Linked DNA regions of Mus musculus: region 2 is linked to region 1. Evidence: chromatin contacts called from public HiChIP or PLAC-seq data. All regions are on one chromosome and are shown on one strand. Each heading gives the region's core, a stretch centred on a gene start, on an enhancer-like site or on the middle of the called end of the contact. The rest is flanking DNA. Distances are from core to core; before and after follow the strand shown. Region 1 has its middle 29 kb from the start of Gm26685. Region 2 has its middle 23 kb from the start of 4930568G15Rik.

Evidence for each region. HiChIP or PLAC-seq counts read pairs in DNA pulled down with a chosen protein or histone mark.
Region 2: a contact with region 1 is called in an H3K27ac HiChIP or PLAC-seq map of extraembryonic endoderm stem cells. The contact joins two enhancer-like sites. A contact is called at or near these places in 1 of 15 datasets of contacts at CTCF or cohesin (large pre-B cells), 3 of 115 datasets of contacts at active chromatin or transcription factors (embryonic basal ganglia, extraembryonic endoderm stem cells and trophoblast stem cells) and 1 of 9 other capture datasets (embryonic stem cells).

The regions. Positions count from the first base shown.
Region 1 is chr1:164,531,195-164,534,259 of GRCm38.p6, forward strand. No RefSeq gene overlaps it. Among named protein-coding and RNA genes, the nearest start is that of Gm26685, 29 kb to the left of the region's middle. Within about 2 kb of position 1,552, at least 12 of the 459 cell types and tissues checked have an H3K27ac peak or open chromatin away from gene starts, as enhancers often do. A contact at or near this core is called in extraembryonic endoderm stem cells, where this site is marked.
Region 2 is chr1:165,113,043-165,115,961 of GRCm38.p6, forward strand. No RefSeq gene overlaps it. Among named protein-coding and RNA genes, the nearest start is that of 4930568G15Rik, 23 kb to the left of the region's middle. Within about 2 kb of position 1,624, at least 49 of the 459 cell types and tissues checked have an H3K27ac peak or open chromatin away from gene starts, as enhancers often do. A contact at or near this core is called in extraembryonic endoderm stem cells, where this site is marked.

The DNA of each region.
Region 1 (3,065 bases), core at 302-2,801:
GAAGCCAGCCTATGCACCTCTCTCTCTCTCTCTCCTTCCTCCCCCTCCTCCCCCCTCCTGTCTATCTGTCTCTCAATTTGACAGCCCCAATATTTGCAATTGTTAGTTGTCTAAATATGTTGTCACTAGCAACCGCCCTCTTGTTTGCTTGACCATCTTCCTGAGTTCCCAACTTGAGTTTAATGATCTTGGAGCCCCGTGGTTCAGCCTTAGTGAACCTTTTTTTCTAAAGACAGTTCGCCTTTGAGTTTTTCAAACAGAGGGAAGGGTCCAGCCTTCGGTGATAGCTTTTGACTTAGAGCAAGAATAGGTTTAGCGGGCTGGAGAGATGGCTCAGTGGGTAAGAGAACTGACTGCTCTTCCGAAGGTCCTGAGTTCAAATCCCAGCAACCACATGGTGGCTCACAACCATCCGTGATGAGATCTGATGCCCTCTTCTGGTGTGTCTAAAGACAACTACAGTGTACTTACATATAATAAATAAATAAATTAAAAAAAAAAAGAATAGGTTTAGCACCCTCACCCCACTATTTTCTAAGATGCCCCAGAAAAGCTGGTAACATCTGATCTCTTTTGTTTGGCAATAGGGCTTCTAAAGATGTATGAAGTCAGTGGCTATGGTTAATTACAGGGTTTATGAGGCTGAGGAAGGAGTGTCATGAGGTCACAGTCACCCTGAAGACTCTGTGGGAAGACTCTTTCTCAAGAGAAAAGAAAAAGAAAGAGCTAGGGCGGGGTGCTGTAAGATGGCTCAGCAGGTGCAGGCACTTCCCACTAAGCCTGATGACTTTGTGTAGCCCTAGGCCCTGCATGGCAGGAGAGAAAAGATCCTCATTAGCTGTCCTCTGACACAAGTGCACCCACCTCAAACAAACAAATAAGTGTAGTTAAAAGAAAAAAAAAGCAAAAAGAGCAATAAAGATATTATTGCCTCATGAAATATCACAGGGACCCCAAAGCTGAGAAAGCAAAGCCAGTCACAAGGAAATTCGTGGTCTGGTTTTTAAAAGTCTCACCGAATAAATTATAAATGGATAACCCCAAGTGTTCACAAAGCTTTCAAAGGGATTGTATCAGCTTACACCAAAAGGCTCACAACCAGCACAAATGAAATGGGACATTTGGATTCCTCGATACATGTAATGAGCTGGCTGAAAAAATTACTCTGTGGCAGAGCCAAGTACTCTGTGGGCAGTGCCAAGAGGTTCAGAACGAGCAGCAGACCCAAGAGCCTTAGTGAACACCGGGCAGGCAGTTTGTGCCCCTCTGGGTTTCAGAAAGATGTCTGGACCTGTGACTGCTATGCACCTCATGCGTCCTTCCTTTATGAACAGGAGTGTCTGTCATAGTTATGTTGAACTATTATATCACTGGGGGTTGGGGGTGGAAGGTAGGAGGTGGGGATGGGGGTGAGGGTGTGTTCAGTAACTTTAGCTTACTCTTTATAGTGGAGGAATGGTACTCAAATTGCTATATTTGAAGTGCTTGGTTTAAACAATGGCCTAATGTCGTGATAGAGTGAGATTTGGTGGTCCTAGAGGCAAGTATTTATCAAGGAAGAGGGGTAAATTGTTGACTAAACAATGGTAGTTTCCAGATATAGCCCCAACAATACCTTTTGTTTTTGCAATGTGATCTTGACTCATTGAGGGGCGGAGACTATAACCCTTTCTTTGAAACTGAGCACATGTGGAACTAGAGCAGAAACAAAACTCTGTTGAAAACTAGGGTACCATCCTACCTAGCTCCCTTGAGATGCTTGTTCTTAATACTTAGGGCTTTCTCCTTGTGGAGAGGCAAGAGGAGAGGTGACATGAGAGTTCCATGGACTGCCATAGCCGAGGTCCTTCTAGCCAACAGTCCCTGCGGACTGCCACTTTGACTGATCCTTTATAAAATCCCATTTGCTTACCATCAGATAATCCCCAGGGATCAAGTCACTCCACCTGGTAGTTCATAGTTTAGTATAGAGACAAGCTGTCCATTTCTGAATTTATAATTCACACATGACTATGTAGGCCTGGAAAAGTGTTGTTTTTTTGGGGGGGGGGAGGATGTTGTGTTAGACCTAGTGGGGAAACCCCCACCCAATTCCCAATTCGGCGTGCACCCAAAAAAATCACGAAGGACCATCTCTTGATGTAACTACATGAGGACGTTTAATGACGGAGCTCCGGACCGACATGCATCCCACACAGGAGATAATGCATGTCGGCCCCGAGGCTTGAAAGCTAGGGGGTTTTATGGGGTAAGGGGCTTAGGGGTGTGGAATTCAGCATAGCGACACACTATTGGTTTATTCAAACATTAACAGAAAGATTACAGGGCATCAGGACTTTGTTCCTGTGGGCTGGGGGCTTATCTTTGTTCACATAGCAACCAGTTGATGTATGACTTTACCCGGCATCAAGGGGCAGTAGACAGAGGGGAGGTTCCGGCCAGGTGGTGTTGACCCAGACAAGATAGCCCTGCTTGTACAATCAAGCCATTCTTAGGAATGTCTTAACAACAGCCCTGTCTGTTCTGCTTTGTTCTCGGCCCCAGGCCGGAGGCTCATAGACAACTCTTTTACATGAATCACAAGATACAAAATCTCATTTTCTTTCAGTTGCAGACCTCTGAGAGAATCTGTCTCCACTGAACCATACTCAGTGGGTAAATACTGACCAACTGGGGTGCTAACAGGAGGCAAGTGTAAAAGATGTGAAGAACACACAATAATAACATTTCTACCTTTACCTGTGAACAACAGGCTGCTTTTCTTTATGTTCTCCATTTCAAGTTCTTTAGAAAGAAAATAAGTTTTCTAGGCAATTACCATTGTATCTTGCAGAGAGAGGGTTTTTGTTTTGTTTTGTTTTTCCATAAAGCCATGTGACAGATTACTAGCTATCCCCAGGACCTGGGAGGTGAAAAGAGATCAAGAGTTCAAAGTCACCTTATCTTATCTCGGCTCCACTGGAAGTTTGAGGTTAGCCTGAACTATATGAGTCTCTGTTTTTAAAAACCTTTCTATTGTGGCTGGAGAGATGCTCAGTGGTTAAGAGCACTTGTTCTCACTATTG
Region 2 (2,919 bases), core at 374-2,873, 580 kb after region 1:
TGGGAAACCTTGTCTCAAAGAAATTAAAAAGATAGTTGACTTCTATCCCATAATTATAAATAATCACAGTGCCTTATGTCCACTTTACTAGGACCTGTGGGAGCCAACATGGCTGTCACCAAACACCAATTCTCAGTGATTTTTTCCCCATTGTTGTGACAAGAACAACTCATAAAGGATAGGTTCGGGTTCAGCTTGGCCACAGCTCAAGGGCTCAATGTGTCTCCTAGGTGACTCTAAACCAGACAAATGGACAGTGGAGCTATAATGTAATTATAATCTCAAAAAATGTTTAAATAGGTAAATGCAAAAAGGTAAATAATTTTAAATAAATATATTTATATGTATAAATATATTTGTTTTATAAATAAATATATATATATACAAATAAAATAAATATAAATTTAAAATAAAATATACCATGGGAAGTGATTTTAAGTGTCTTACATAAGCATCCTTATAAACCTTTGCAGTACTTAACTCATTTAACACCCACAGGTAGTAGGTATCAGCTGTCAGTTTCTAGGTTGGGTAATTATTAGAACTCAGAGAAAGGCTGGCATAGTGACACACACCTTTAATCCTGGCTCTCAAGAGGCAGAGGCAAGTGGATCTCCGCGAGTTCAATGACAGCCTAGTCTACACAATGAGTTCCAGGCCAGCCAGAGCTGCAAAGTGAGACCTTGTCTCGAAAAACCGAAAACAAAAGAGTTCAAAGCGGTTAGTAAACAAGCATGCCTATAGTCTGACGCTAGAAGGAAACCGGACCCAAACTTTGCCCAGGCACTCAGACTCCACAGCCCAGCATCGCACACCAAATCACCCTGATGCAAACACTGCCTGGAAACAAGGAACACCGCTATTCACTCGGTAACTGGAGCTGTGAAGAAATGCAGCTGAGACTGGAAAGGAGGCAATCAAGCGGCAGGCTGGTGTTTTTGTAGGAAGTGCAGAGGGGCCTGCGAGAATGGAGCTCCTCTGAGCTGGCAGGGAAGACTGGAGAACAGTGAGATCAAAGACTCCAGCCCAAGATGCCACTTAAAGCTCAGGGCTCGGGCTTCGCTGTCTCCTGAAATCTCTGCTCACATCCCTTACTCTCTCTACTCTGTAAGGCGAGCCATGAGCCACGGTGTATTATCACCTCCTGCCTGCTTTCCAGTCTCCTGTGAGTCCCAGAAGCCTGCTCCGAGCACAGCCCTCATTCTCCATGTCTTCCCTGGGAGTGGGGGGCGCCCAGGGGTCTGCCAGGCCCACACAGGCAATGTCTTTGCACTGAGTCTGGACGCTAGAAAAACGAGTCCTCCCTTTTGTTCTCCTGTATCTCCTTATCCTCACAGCTTTTCCTGTGAAAGGTTCTAATCTATATTTAGACAGTTGGTTTTTTCCCCCCAGAACCATGACATTTAACTTCATCCTCCTTGTTTCTAGATGATTTTCAAATTTCTGTCCAGCCATCAGTGACTGGATTCCCTCTGAGATTTGTCTCAGCTGCTGGATTATTACACCCCCAAAGTCCCCACACTCCCGGCCAAGGCATAGATTAGAAACTGAGCGTGGGAAAGCCAAGCCTAAGGACCGAATGAGTAGTCTGTCTCAGCTAGACCATCCCTTAAGCTAAAAGGAAAACCTGGTTACATCTGACTACAGTAGCATCCAGCTGCTATATGTCCCTCATTCTGGTAGGGACGTGGCAGTGACACACATTCCCAAATCCCAAGCGCAGACGGTTCCAATATGCTCTTCCATGGCTTCCTTGAGCTCACAAATCAATTACATTGTTTTAAAGGGTAGAAAATGGTGTTGGTTTCTTATATTCCCCTGGGCAGTGATCCTGCTATTTAAAAATACTCTTAATCTCTCCCAGAAGAGGGCGCTTGAACGTTATCTTTGCCAAAAGCCCACTTATCTTCTGCTTGCTTTGTGGAACCTCCGTCATCCAGTTAAACTCTAAAGGCATATCTACACATTTCCCCAGCAGGGCATACCACGCCTTCTCACCGGGTTTGAGGGAAGCCAGATGCTGTGGGCTCCGCTCTCCAGACGCCGCGGGTTCCACTCTCCGTTCTGGCGCAAAGGGGGTGTGTGTTAGATCCTTTTTAGTTTGGCTGGAGAATACTTAAATAATAGGAGAGTGATATCAGAAGAGAGGTAGGGGAAGTTAGTTCTCTAATCTTGAGTCTGCTTCGCTATGCAGGATGAATATCTGAATCCAAACGAGATTCCCGAAGCCTTTGTCCGTTATACCTGCGATTTCAGAGGTCTGTCCTCACGTGTGCCCATCTCTCTAGCGCATTCCCTTAGGTCTGGAGTCCAGTGTCCTTTCCTTTCCTCTCAAAGCACTTATAGCAGGAGCACACACTGCGTTCTGTGTGGGTCACGGTGCAGCTTCAAGGCAAAGTCCCTACAGCTGCCACCAGCTCACCAGCCCCCTCCCCTGATCTGTCTTCAAGAAACTTGGGAGAGGCCAGTGACTCAGTCAGCCACCAATTGGACCACCTATGACCTCTATTTCCTTTTCTCTGGCTATAAATACAACTTCCCCTGTGATTGAAGTGGAGGCCAAAAGATGCACAAGACAGTGGGGGGGACCGGGGGGGGGGGGGAGGCTGCATAGGTTCATGTCTGGGACTCCACTAGATATGCCTGGCCTGACAGTAAGCTACTGCAGAGGGACAGGAAAGCCGTGGTTTTCACAGCCACTCCTAAGATTCTCAGAGAGCAGAATGGTGCCTTTGGAACAATGGTAAAGCAGTGGGCACTCCTGGGCAAAGGGGGAGCATTCATTTAGCACTTGTCACAGGTTAAATTGGGGTCATCATTCTGAAATGTTACTGCAAAGCAACTGCCAAGCCAATAACAAATGTTACAACTCTCCTGTTGTTTGATTTTTAATATTTTATTTATTCATTATAAATTCCA